Linked DNA regions of Hordeum vulgare: regions 1 and 3 are each linked to region 2. Evidence: chromatin contacts called from public Hi-C data. All regions are on one chromosome and are shown on one strand. Each heading gives the region's core, a stretch centred on a gene start, on an enhancer-like site or on the middle of the called end of the contact. The rest is flanking DNA. Distances are from core to core; before and after follow the strand shown. Region 1 holds the start of LOC123398956 (purine permease 1-like). Region 2 holds the start of LOC123398934. Region 3 holds the start of LOC123398946 (purine permease 3-like).

Region 1 (4,586 bases), core at 324-2,823, 490 kb after region 2:
TGTTTACAGTCATTGACAGTGGGTCCCACGCCACATTGACACGTCTTGTTAGCATGTTGAGTGTATACAAACAGGATTAACATCGTAAATGCACGTTCAAGTCAAGTTTTATTATCGATTCAACGTACAATATGTCACATGTTTTGGCACCAAATGGACTTGCCTTGCTAAGTTCAAGCATTTGTGGTGTAATACACTATATAAAGGTGCCTGCTAGGCGTCAACCGGATGATGCCAATAGGAAATAAGCCGCCTCATTCATCGTTGATTTGTGTCAATACGACATGATTCGGGCCGCTAGATTCGTTAAGACTGGACCATGCCATGCCATGGCTTTAGTCCCAACTTGCACGTCTTTCTGAAACCTCTAGCCATCAACGCATCGTCACACACGGAACTCTAGGGATAGAAACACTTAGCCGGCGAGCACCAGCTACAACCCTCAGGCTGCAGCGGCCACGTCGTTGGTCACCTTACAACAGAAGCTTGTCGTATACATTGATCACAACAGCAGCGCCGACGAGCTCTGGGTTGCAGCAATGCTCCTACTACGATCATCCCTTCAAATACCATTGATGCTCCATTGCTCCGCATATGCTCGATAGCAGCAGTGATGCTCCGACGACTCGATGATGCTCCGTTGCAGCACCAGCGATGTTCCCGCAGCCCGACCGTGCACCATTCCAGCGTCGGTGATGCTCCGACAGCACCGTGATGCTCCATTGCAGCACCGACGATGTTCCCGCGGCCCAACCACGCTCCATTACAATGCCGGTGATGCTTCGACGGCTCAGTGACGCTCCGTTGCAGCACCGACGATGTTCCCGCGGCTCGGCCATGCTCCATTACAGCGTCGGTGATGCTCCGTTGCAGCACCGACAATGTTCCGACAGCCCGATCATGCTCCATTGCAGTGTCGGTAATGCTCCGTCGCACCGCGGGTGATATTCCAACAGTCGGATAAATGCTTCATTGCAGCACCGACGATGTCCCGGCTACCCGACAATGCTCCATCACAGCAACGGCGATGCTCCATTGCGAAAGATATTTCGACATGTTGACGAGTGTTTCATTGCAGTGCGCCCAAAACTCCATTGCCCGAGATCTATCGGCAGTTGGACGAGTGTTCCATCGTAGCATCAGCGAAGCTTCATTATAGCTCCATCGCGCATCACGCAGCTCCATGGCGCTACATCGGAGAACCTAAGACTCCTTGCAGCAAGGATGATGTTGTAACCTGACGACCCCGCTAACGCCCTCTCGCAGCACGCCTTGCACGCGGCAGCGCCACCATCACTCACCCATGACAGGCTTGCAGCAAAACATTAGGCCGTCTTACAAACACCAGTCAGGAGAAGAGGGGTCACACAGAGCTAGCAGCAGCCATGGCGTTTATGTGGAAAAGAAAGTATGAGCGGGGCGAAGAAGAACGTGATGGTAAGGTTAGTTGAGGAGAGATGCGGTACGTGGGGCTGGGCAGTTGACCGAGCTGCATAACGTGGGTGGTCACGTGGCAGGCAAATGAGGCAAGAAATCAGCCGGATGAATTTAAGTGTTTCCATATATAAAACCCCACGCACAACTCACGTCTATGGTAGTTGAGCCGAGTGAGAAACAGGCCTATTCGTGCGCTTGCTTCTTCTACAAAACATTAGGTGTGTGTGCTTTAGGCCACAGCAATCCCATGGTCATGGAGATAGAAACAGCACCTATGAGCCCGCAGCAGCGAGCATACAACGTCGACGGCGTTTCGGACCAGCGGTCCGGCGCCGACGGCGGTTCAGAACAGCGGTCCGGCGCCGGCGCTGGCGCCGCTAAACCACTGTACCGCAACCCCGTCGTCGTCGTCAACTTCCTCCTCATGGCTCTTGGCACGGTGTCTGGCCCGCTCCTCCTTCGCGCCTACTACCTTCACGGCGGCACAAGCAAATGGCTGACCAGCCTGCTCCAGACCGCCGGGTGGCCGCTCCTGCTCCCGCCGCTCTGCGTCTCCTTCATCTCCCGCCGGCGGCGCCGCCAGAGCGAAGAGAGCGCCACCGAGGCCGCTTCGCTCTCGCTCATGTCAGCCGGCCTCCTGGCCGCCACCATCGCCATCGGCCTCGTGATCGGGCTCATCAACTACCTCTACGCATACGGGCTGGCCAACCTCCCGGTGTCCACCTCCTCCATCCTCATCTCGACGCAGCTGGCCTTCACGGCCGTGTTCGCGCTGCTGGTCGTCCGCCATCGGTTCACGGCCTTCTCGGTGAACGCGGTGGTGCTGCTCGTCGTGGGCGCCGCCATGCTGGGGCTGAACGGCGGAGGCGACCGCCCCGCGGGGGTGTCCCGGGCGCAGTACTACGCCGGGTTCGCCATGACGCTGGGGTCCGCGGCGCTGTACGGCCTCGTGCTGCCGCTCATGGAGCTCAGCCAGGCGCGGCACGCGGCGCGCGCGGGCGCGGCCGTCACGTACACGCTCGTCTTGGAGATCCAGATGGTAATCGGGATCACGGCCACGGCCTTCAGCGTCGTCGGCATGCTGGTCAACAAGGATTTCCACGTAAGTTTCTTGTCAGATGCAAGTCCCTTTCGTACGTATAACTGTGCATGCACTATTGCTGCTGCGATCTTGCTGCCATTAATTAAGATCGCAACCTCGTTGTTTTCAAGGCTAGCTGGTAGAGTAGTAGCTACCAGTACTGGTAGCTACGTAGCATAATTGCAGGTTAATTTCCATCGCTGACATAGTAGCAAGATAATATGAAAACGATATATAGGCCCGCGTGGACCGCGAGGCACGAGCACCTCGCGATCAGACAGTGCCACGTACGCGGAGGGTGTACACTCCACGTCTCACCCATGGATCGTTGACTAAACCAAAAGAATTTTTACCGAGGCTTTTATAAACGTTGGGATCACACAGATCCATATGAAGCAGCTCGAGTGGCCTTCTAGTACTTATGATGTTTTTCACGGGATGACTTTCATCAACTTATTTTTCTGCTTGACAAGCACTACAAAGTCTATCTTTGTCAAACATAACATTTTAACACCGACAATATGATGACCTTTGATAAGCTTGTCAAGATTACGCATACCAACATGTCCTAGCCTTCTATGCCATAACCAACCTTTAGAAGATTTTACAATAAAACATGTTGGAGGTTTGGATTTTTTTGTAAAATCGGCAATGTATAGATCACCTCTACGAAAACCAGTAAAGATCATGTCATGATTCACAACGAAACACTTGACAATCAACTTCCGTAAAATGCACACTGAAACCAAAATCCGCTAATCTAGATACGGAAAGAAGATTGTAGCCAAGGGATTCAACTAGCATGATATTTTGAATAAAACTATCATGAGATATGACCACCTTAATTATCAAGACCAAATACCTTACCCTTGGAGTTATCACCAAATGTCACATACCTGCGTTGTCCACGATTTGGTGTGATATCATGAAACGTGACTTTATCTTTGATCATATGATCGGTGCATTCATTGTCGAGTATCGACTCCTTTCCTCCGATCATGTATTCTTTAAGGTTTGTCATAAGACTAAGCTCCTCATGATCTTCTCATACTCGATGTCAAGCTCTTCGTCTTTATCGTAGTAGCCATACTTCACATTGTTCGCGTCGTCGAATGGAATATTCTTGCCATAAGAATCAAAAGATTCGTTAGAGTTTCGACCTTCACAATGTTTAGTTTTATGTATGTGAATGGCTTCAACAATAATGCATGTGAATGGCTCGAGTTGCTGCTGCGGTGTTGCTGCCGTTAATTAAGATTGCGACCTCACTGTTGTCACGGCTAGCTGGCAGTACCTACGTAACATAATTGTAGGTTTGCATCTCTGACATAGTAGGAAGATCTTATGAAAACGATAGGCCCGCATGGACCGCGAGGCACGAGCACCTCGCGATCGGACAGTGCTATATACGCGGAGGGAGTACCCTCCACGTCTCACCCTTGCATCGCTGATCGAGTCCTAAAGCATTTTAAAAAAGAAATGCGTACGCTTCTCCTAAAGATAAGACGCGGCAGCTGTGTTTGAAGATTGTTGCCAAGCCTACTCCTATACTATGCATGTCTTATCGGATGCAGCTATTCTCAGCTAGAGCTCATATGCTCCTTAATGAACAATAAAATTAGAAGAAACAAAATGTAAAAAAAAAATCAAAAAAATCTGAATTTTTTCGGGTGAATACTTCAACAAAATTTGCCAGTTCTTGCAAAATTTTAGCCCTAAATAACGTATGTGAAAGTCATGGTAAAATATACAAAACTGACACTCCAAAAATGCTAGTTTCAAAAGCATTTTGCAGTCCTGTTTTTTTTTTTTTTGCTACTACTTGCACTGTGTTATCTTTGTGTGAAATTTTACGAGCACTGAGAAAAAATCCAAAAGTTTGCACCAAAAAATCAGAAATTTTCGAAAGTTTTTTCATTTTTTTTGGAATGCACTGTTCATCACGAGCTCAAATGAGGTCGGGAGTAGAAGGTGACTTTCCTGTCTTATCAAACTTCATCAATTTGACTCACAATGGCTATATCACGGTGGACTCGGCATAAGGTTTTCTCAACCAACTGGCATTTAG
Region 2 (4,253 bases), core at 1,051-3,550:
AACTGACTGGACTGGACGAGATTACATAACGGATGACCAAGACAAACTCTGAAGACATAGCTGGCAGCACATTTGACTATGCTCAGCAGTTTGTGTGCTTTGTGAAATGAAATTGATAGAAAACTAATTTACAGTATTTCCATCGGGAACTCAAGCTTAGTAACAAGTTATGCAGGTTGGGTCAACATTTCTTGAAAGTTCATGCCCAAGGTTAGTGAAATAACTTACCCAACAGCTGTAGCACCCCATGAAGCTACATTATAAATGTTTTTTGTCCCATCCCATGCCTTCCGAAGCTTGCCTTTTCTCTTCTCGGCTGAAAATGTCTTCTTAAGGGCTGGCAGAAGAGCGGTGATGAAGTTCAGCATTAAAACTTTCATTTGAAATGATTAGAGTAATCATTCTGATGACAAAGAAAAGAGAGAGCAAACCTTTCTGAAGTCGATCAGGAGATAATTCCTGTAGAACATGAGATATTCATGGATCAGATGTATAGATCAACTCTCATACATGAAGAGAAACGACTCGGTAAAAAAGAACAACACTGAGATATTATAGAGAAGAGCAGCACAAGTATATCAAGTCCGGAACATGGTGACTGGGGCATCTCTTATAAAGAGAGATGTGTGACACGGAAATGAACCAAATTTTCTCAAATATACTGATTATCATGTGGACAGACGTTAAATCAATGATCGTTCATTGCATCAAACCACATCATAAGGGAAAAGGAACGAAGGTTTCAAGGTGATGATAGAATCACATTGAAGTGAAAATAGCAGGACATTCCTACCTTGGTTTTTGTAAGTGTTGATAAGTATGTGGCTACAAAGAAAGCTACCCCTTCAGCTGCATCCTCTGGCTTAACAAGAACATATCCGTTGTCGTCATCATCTTCCCACACATCTCCCGCCTTTATTACATCCCATGATGTATCCAATTCAACTGTGGCAAAGAACATAAACGAACTTTAGAGTATCGCAACTCTATTTCGAGAAAGGTTAAATAAAAAGATATGTGAAACACAACATTCCACTGCATGAGTATTATAGGCACTACCAGCAGTAATAACAAGTGCATTCGGCAGAGGCATACCTGCACCATTTTGACATACAGACTTTTGAATTTCATGGAACTCCTGAAGAAATTCAGGTGATTCAAACCTAGATTTAAGGAGATCCAACATCTGCAAGGTGAAAGCAAGCCGTTCAGACTTCAGAGCGTTGAGACAGCTAACAGCTTCATGGCAACAGTCGAACTACAATAAAAACTCTCCATGCTCCCCCTCATATCACTCGAGAATATAAATCCAAGTGACACGAGATTGTTTGGCACACATTCTAAATGGGGAAAGTGGGGATAACATGCAAAATAGGAAAATGATTGCACGTGCTATACTGATCCTTGATCCTCATGCCCTGTTAACGGCAGTTATATTCCTAGTTTATGAATACTAAGAAGATGTTTAGCCTAAACCATCACATTACATTGTTCCACCACCATCACAGATGCCAACATCTATACTTTGGATAACCTCACTGCATCTGATCCTGCTTCCAATAAAAGGGCATCTTTCCATGGTAGAGTATCTGACTCCAGATGTTCACAGGTTCCTTACTGGTCCCAGTCAGCACTCACCACGCAGAGGAACCACATACAAATATGAGAAACAGTAAGTATCAAAGCACTTTTTAACTGGTTCCGGAAACAAGGCACCCAACTCAGATCTAGTAGATGGCTAATAACCGACCAAACTAGTTCGACAAACCTGAAATAACGGTAAATTGGTAGAATTACAGCAATTCCTCAACAGTTACACGCCAATTAATGCAACTAATTAAAGCTTCGTGTGCTGAATTTTCAGGCTCGAAGTCCCAAACCTCGCCACATCCGTACCTGGTCCGTGGCGCGGTCGGAGTCGCTCGCCATCGAAGCCGCCGAGTCACCGTCGTCGTCGCCGCCCTCGTTGTCCCCGTACTCGGACGCCTCGGAGTCGGCGGCCGCGTCGGAGAGCGAGGCGCCGAGATCGGCGTCGCCCAGCCCGTCGAGCGTCTGGCGGAGCTCCTGCAGGAGCGCCTCCAGCCTCTGGCGCCGCAGCCTGACCTTCGTCGGCGACCGCCGCGGGAGAGGCGCCGACGGCGAGGAGGTGGAGGGCTGCTCCATCGGGAGGAAACCCTATCGCCGGAGGAGGAGGAGGCGACGCCGGACTTGGGCTTTGCGTGGCGTCTGCGCCGTGTACTAGTGCTAGAGTAATTGCTTTTCGTACATGTAAAGAGGAGACGTGGTGTTTCCGTGTGATGATTGGACTGGATTGGATTAAACTTAACCGGAAGGTGTTTTTGCTGCTTTGGTTCCGTTTCCGACGGTGATTCCTCCGTGCACACGTGCTTGCGTTTGCGGACGCTCGCTCTTCATGTTGCTTGCAAATTGCAAAAGATACGAAGGGCTTTGACCCCCAACTGTGAGTAAAACCGGCTGCATAACCTATTGAGATAAGTTCTTTCATAGCATCTCTACCACACCTCGTAAAAATTAACCCTTAAAGCATGTATAAAGGACATTATAAACTGTTTTTACGGTATGAAATTGTCTCGGCAGAGCAGACCCCGTAAATGGAACTGTATTCCACTATAGCTTTTTTTTCTTTTTTTCTCTCGTCCCGATGAGCCATCTCCGGCCACGGCATGCCTCGCCCTGGCGCCCCGGCTCGCCCCGGCGCCTCCCGCCTCATCCTGACGCCGCCCGTTTCGGGCCACACATGCGGTGAAGGAGCCATGCGCTGTCCACCCCGACCGCGCACTCCCTGGCCCGCCTGCCCGTCCACGATTTAAGCCCGACAATGTCCGCCGCCGCGGACGCATTCCCCGACATGGTTGTCGATTATGAATCCGGCATATCTCGTAGTAGGGGTCCTAAGCAAGGCGTCTTGGAGCGATGGTAATATGGACACAAAGTTTTATTCAGATTCGAGCTCTCTCAAGGAGATAATACCCTACATCCTGCTTTTGATTGTATTGATATGGGGATACTATATATTACATGTATCTACCATGAGATTGTAGTAATGAATATGAGGTTGTCCATTGACTAGCATGGCCTCGGTTTATATAATGTACTACTGTAGATCTAGGGTTTAGAGGAGTCCTTGTCTTCTGCGCGAAGTCTTGCGGAATCTTCCTTGTATGCATCATGGGTTGTCCGAACTAGCCCATTAGTGAACCGCCATGGGGGTCCTCGGCCCGCCCTACTGATCGGGAGACGACGTGATGAGTACCCCCCTATTCCAGGACACCATCAGTAGCCCCCTGAATCGGTCTTCAAGTTGGGGACGCTCCTTGGTTCTTCCAAACTATTCTTCGTCTTCGGCCACCGGTCTTGAAAACTGGTTCAACAAATCTTCCCATCTTCGATCTTGAGGATCGACGAAGTGTATCTGAAGACTTCACACGTCGGGCATCCGAGGAGCCCCTTTAAGTTTTCGGCCTTTATCAATGCCTTGTAATTTTTTACACCACGCCTTGGGTTTGAAGTGTTTCCCGTGTGGCGGTGTCCTCTTGCGCCCGAGCTCCAACGCCGAACTGCATCCGAGGTGTCTTTTTGCACCCAAGCTCCAACGCTAGTCGGCATCCGAGGTGTCATAGATTACCCCGGTCTCTGAAAATTTGAAGGAGTTCATCCGAGCTTAAATGTCGGAATGGTCTTTTATGGAGCCAGCCATTCACATCTGAGCTTTATGCTGGATTTCTTCCAAGGTATCTTTTTGCAGCCGAGCTCCAACGCTGAATTGTATCTGAGCTCTACGTCGGGCAGCTTTCGAAGTGTCTTTTTGTAGCCGAGCTCCAACTCTGAATTACAACCGAGCTTTATGTTGGACTGCTTCCTAGTTGGTGCACCACCTCGGCCTTGGGCTATTTTTTGTGGAATTTAATTCCGATTGGTGCAATTTATTCTCTCACAAGCTATATAACGAGTAGCCCTCAAGGTGCATGTCGGTCTAAAACCCGAGATGCACTCAAAGGATAAAAATAAAACCACTGATCCGAGTAGCCCCTGAGACTTAGGTCGATTTGCAAAATCGACATGAGGATCAAGTTCTTGCTCAGAATCATACTTTAGGGACACAAATGCAATCCGCAGTAGTTCTCGAGACTCAGGATGGGTGCGGCCGACCAACCCGAGGATCGAATCTCCTCGGAAACCATACTGCATTTTGAATTTGCTGCATTGAATAGGCAATGCAGTAGCCCCCCGAG
Region 3 (4,525 bases), core at 802-3,301, 330 kb after region 2:
AATGTAAGGAAAAGTATTAAAACCATCCAGCTGATTTTTTGAAAACATCAACCACGTCAAGCGATAGCCACGCGTCACTTTGGGCGCAGGAACCGCTCAACCTCCGCCTAGCGAAGCACGATCCATTTGTTTTCCTTCCCTCACATGCGTTAATTATTTATTTTGGATCTCGCCGTATGTCTTCGCCCTCTGCTCCAGCACTCCGTCCAGGTCACCCCGCGCGCCCCTCCGCCACCACTCCCTCGGCCAAGTCGATCTACGCTGCATGGACCACGTGTTGCTGCCGGGGCTGCAATGGAGCTCGGTCGGAGTTGCAATGAAGTAGTGTCGGAGCATCTATGCTACGTTGGAACTCGTTTGGGCTGCAATGAATCTCGGTCGGAGTCTCAATGGAGCTTCCTCGGAGCCGTCGAGAGCTCCGCTGGGGTTATAATGAAGCTCAGCCGGAGTTGTAATGGAGCTTCGCTTGTCGGTGCTGCGATGGAGCTTCGTCGCTTGTCGGTGCTGCGATGGAGCTCCATCGAGGCTGCTATGGAGCTTGGCGAGAGTTGAAATGGAGGTTCACTGGAGTGTTAGTGATCCGCTGGAACTCCGTCGGATTCCAATGGAGCTCACCGGACGCCGTTCGTGTTGCTCATGTTGTGTTGGAGCTCCTCGAAAGGCTGCAATGGCGCTAGCTGCTGCTTGTTGTGATCTGATGATTCCTAACGTGTTGATTGGACGACTAAACAGGCGGATGGTTTCTTAATGAAATCATCCGACTGATTTGTAGCAGCCGCCTAAATGTAAACGTGTGCATGGATCAGACATCACACCGGCGCGTGGGTACGAAGGAGCTTCCCTGGGGCCTGATGCGCTGAATAGGAACTTCCATGGAAATTTTCCAATTTCCATGCCACAAGCCTGGGCCTCGGTGCTGGGGCATATTTTACCATCCATGACTAATTATATCCGCCCGCCTTAAGAAAAGAGATAAAAGTTATCTATGCCCATGATTTCATTGTCAAGGGCTGATCTTATTTGCAAGAAAAAGAAAAAAAATGAAAATATCTACATGAATCTCCTCGTAAAATCATTGACATCGTTACTATTGAAGGGAGTGCGTACATAGTCGTTGTTGGGACGCAACCATTAACGCAAAAATTATTTTGAAAATCAATACATTAATGCAATTAATTAGGTAGACAAGTAATATTGTATGTAATTCATTAGATCCATTTTAACATGTATTTTTTCGTGTTAAATCAATTTGAAAATTGACTCATTAATATAAATAAATATTTTTGCAAGCATCTAATTATGGCAGAAGATAATCAAAAGTAGGGATTTCCAATTAAACATGTAATTAAATAATTAGGCGAGCAGATAATTAAGCGTCTAGATAACTAGGCAACAAGGTGCATATAGAAGTAAATGAAAATAAATAAATATTATATCATGATACCATATCATAATAAATATTGTATTACTATGTGTTTTGATTGACAATAAATAAAACTACCTATAATATTAATATGTATACATGATACTACTGTAATATGCACTACAGAGATAATATTATACATTAATATTATATGCGTGATATGATACTGCCCATTATATAGGATTAATTATGCATGACATTAATTAATTAGACAAGCACCTAATAGTGTTGAATCAATTTGAAAGTGCACGCGGGCTAGGATGACCAGCAGGCTGTTGCGTACATTGGGGACAACCAGCAGGTTCTCAACGACATGGCCGACTAACGCTTACAACATGGACTATTACCATTGTACGCTCGTGACATGGACAATCAAGTGTTCACCAAGGTGAATGACGATCATGATTTGCATGACATCGACACGCTGACGGTTGCCGAAACGTTCATCGACGAAGACATTAGACACTCGAGTAAGAAGCGCCCACAGTCGAGGGCTTTGGCCGCGTCTTTGAGGACGGCGGTGACAATCGAGGACAAATGATTGCATGCCATCACTCTTCAAATATTGTTTTATTCCATAGCAACGCGTGAGTATTTTAGCTGGTAATAAGACTTAATTGCGCAATACTTCAGACACATTTAGACGTGATTTAACAAAATCCATATTTTATTACTCCTACTAAGTAGAGTATTTTGTAGCCCAAAGCTATTCGCACGTAGGAGCATCCAACAAGCTGTTACGATCATCTGCACCAGCTTTGATATAGCAAAAGCTTATTCGATTCATATCCTCAGCTAGGCAGCCGGCCGGCCGGCATCATCGTTGTCTCCAAAGTGCCGTGCGCACTAGCTTCCAAAAATGGAGTCCTAGACAAACGCCATCCATCCTACCAGCTACCCAGCAGGCCAGCACTCACACGACGCGCGCACCCTCGTAACGCAGGCATGGACGTGGAGGCGCCCAAGGACGACGAGCAGCGGCCCGCGCCGCCGGCGCGCGGCAAGGCGATGCAGCGGCTCCTGGTGGCGCTCAACTGCGGCATGCTGACGCTGGGCACCACGGGCGGGCCGCTCCTGAGCCGCCTCTACTTCAGCAAGGGCGGGCACCGGAAGTGGCTGTCGGCGTGGCTCGAGACGGGCGGCTGGCCGCTGCTGTTGCTCCCCGTGGCGGCGTCGTACCTGCGCCGGCGCGCGCAGGACCCCAGCGCGCCCGTGGTGCTGGCCCCGCCGAGGATACTCGTGGCGGCCGCGGGGCTCGGGCTGGCGACCGGCGCCGACGACTTCCTGTACGCGTACGGGCTGTCGTTCGTGCCCGTGTCCACCTCGGCGATCCTCATCTCCACGCAGCTCGCCTTCACCGTCCTGTTCGCGTTCCTCATCGTGCGGCAGCGGCTGACGGCGCTGTCGGTGAACGCGGTGGCGCTGCTCACCGTGGGCGCCGTGGTGCTGGGCCTGCACGTCTCCTCCGACCGCCCCGCCGGGGTGACCAGGGGGCAGTACTGGCTGGGGTTCCTGCTCACCCTCGGCTCCGCCGCGCTGTACGGGCTGGTGCTGCCGCTCATCGAGCTGACCTACAAGCGGGCCGCGGGCGGCGGCCGCGTGGTGACCTACGCGCTGGTCATGGAGATGCAGCTGGTGATGGGCTTCTTCGCCACCGCTTTCTGCACCGTCGGCATGATCGTCAACAACGATTTCCAGGTGCCCATATCACGTGTCTCCGCGATCACTCCTCCCTCCCCCCCTCTCTCTCTCTCTCCATCTTCACTCTACTAGGAGTAGAGTAGGAGTACGCCACGGTACTGGAGTAGTTTCTCTTGCCTGGGCCATGCATCGAAAAGGGTCGTGACTCGTGACAGTAGCCATCAGCACTTGAATTCCCCTGGATGATTTCACCGGCCGCCTTGGAAAAATGGAAAAAAGATTGGCCTTGGACCAGACGGCGATTGGCATCAATAAATAGGACGGGGCCATACTCCGCGTGTGATGAGTACGTGCTCGCTGGACAGTCAGGATCGGAGTTATACATCCCGCGCCGTCCATTTGGACCCAAGCAATCACACGGGATCGGAGTTACATCCAAGCAATTATTGGCGGAGTTACATCCAAGCTACGATTACTGAAAAAAAAACTTAGGTCTATTCAATTCTCTTGTAATTTCATGTTTGAAGGTAGAGCGGCGAACCACGACGCCGATAGACTAGTCAAGTTTGCTCATTCTCTGGATCAGGGGAGACATATGTGGATGTCGATCCCGCACGATCCAAATCCACGTATGGTTTTCACACGCCGACGTGTATCCCACAATTTATGGAATTTGAGTGAATAAAGTCTTGATTGAACCCTTAAAAAAAGTTGCTAGGAGTAAATGCAACGCGTCTTAAACTTGTCTATTATAAAATTTAACCATGCTTTCTAACCATGATAAAGGAAGTATCTATGGTAGTAAGACAGACTTCACCCTCACGTGGATGGCGTGTGAATACGTGCTCGCTGGACAGTCAGGATCGTAGTTACATCCCGCGCCGTCCATTTGGACCCAAGCAATCACACACATGATCGGAGTTAATTACATCCCGCGACGTCCATTTGGACCCAAGGAATTATTGGCGGAGCCTGTGAGCCTAGCCTCTGAATGTGATCATGCTGAAAACGACGAGAGCCGGACCGAGCATATTGAACCCGGTAACGTGGGCGCTAGCTGTTCCGTCCTACTCGTACAAGGAACGATCGGAGCCCAGGGGAATCAAGTTGATGGTGGCTACAGGCGGCCGTTGCTTTCCAGCCTCTCTTTTCATGGATGCCATCAGCGCAGCTGCAACCCGAGGGCGACATTAGGCGAATGGCCTCTGGCTTATGGTTATTGGAGATGCCGCTCTGAGTGGAGATAACACACGATCTCAGTGAAGAAAACCAAGGAATCATCTAGACCCCAGTCCTCCACACAAGGAATAAAAAGTTGTTTGCCCGCTCAATGTAATGCTGTCACGCACAATTGTTGGACGACACAATTTGACAGACATTAATGATGAGTGTGGCCAGCCCCCAATCAATCGTCGTACAAGACACATTGCTGCATGATTTTCTAGTAATACTCCATCCATT

Evidence for each region. Hi-C and Micro-C count contacts between places; a contact is called where the count stands out from the background.
Region 1: a contact with region 2 is called in a Hi-C map of leaf, with 9 times the contacts expected there. The contact joins the promoter of LOC123398956 here to the promoter of LOC123398934 in region 2. A contact is called at or near these places in 3 of 6 Hi-C or Micro-C datasets (leaf and seedling).
Region 3: a contact with region 2 is called in a Hi-C map of leaf, with 10 times the contacts expected there. The contact joins the promoter of LOC123398946 here to the promoter of LOC123398934 in region 2. A contact is called at or near these places in 2 of 6 Hi-C or Micro-C datasets (leaf and seedling).

Annotation. Positions count from the first base shown.
Region 1 is chr5H:467,946,617-467,951,202 of MorexV3_pseudomolecules_assembly, forward strand. LOC123398956 (purine permease 1-like) reads left to right here and starts at 1,574. Exons shown (of 2, transcript XM_045093394.1): 1 at 1,574-2,539. The coding sequence starts at 1,592.
Region 2 is chr5H:467,455,332-467,459,584 of MorexV3_pseudomolecules_assembly, forward strand. It overlaps LOC123398934, which reads right to left and starts at 2,301. Exons shown (of 6, transcript XM_045093377.1): 1 at 1,897-2,301; 2 at 1,096-1,186; 3 at 794-945; 4 at 432-459; 5 at 229-337. The coding sequence starts at 2,163.
Region 3 is chr5H:467,783,550-467,788,074 of MorexV3_pseudomolecules_assembly, forward strand. It overlaps LOC123398946 (purine permease 3-like), which reads left to right and starts at 2,052. Exons shown (of 3, transcript XM_045093388.1): 1 at 2,052-3,121. The coding sequence starts at 2,369.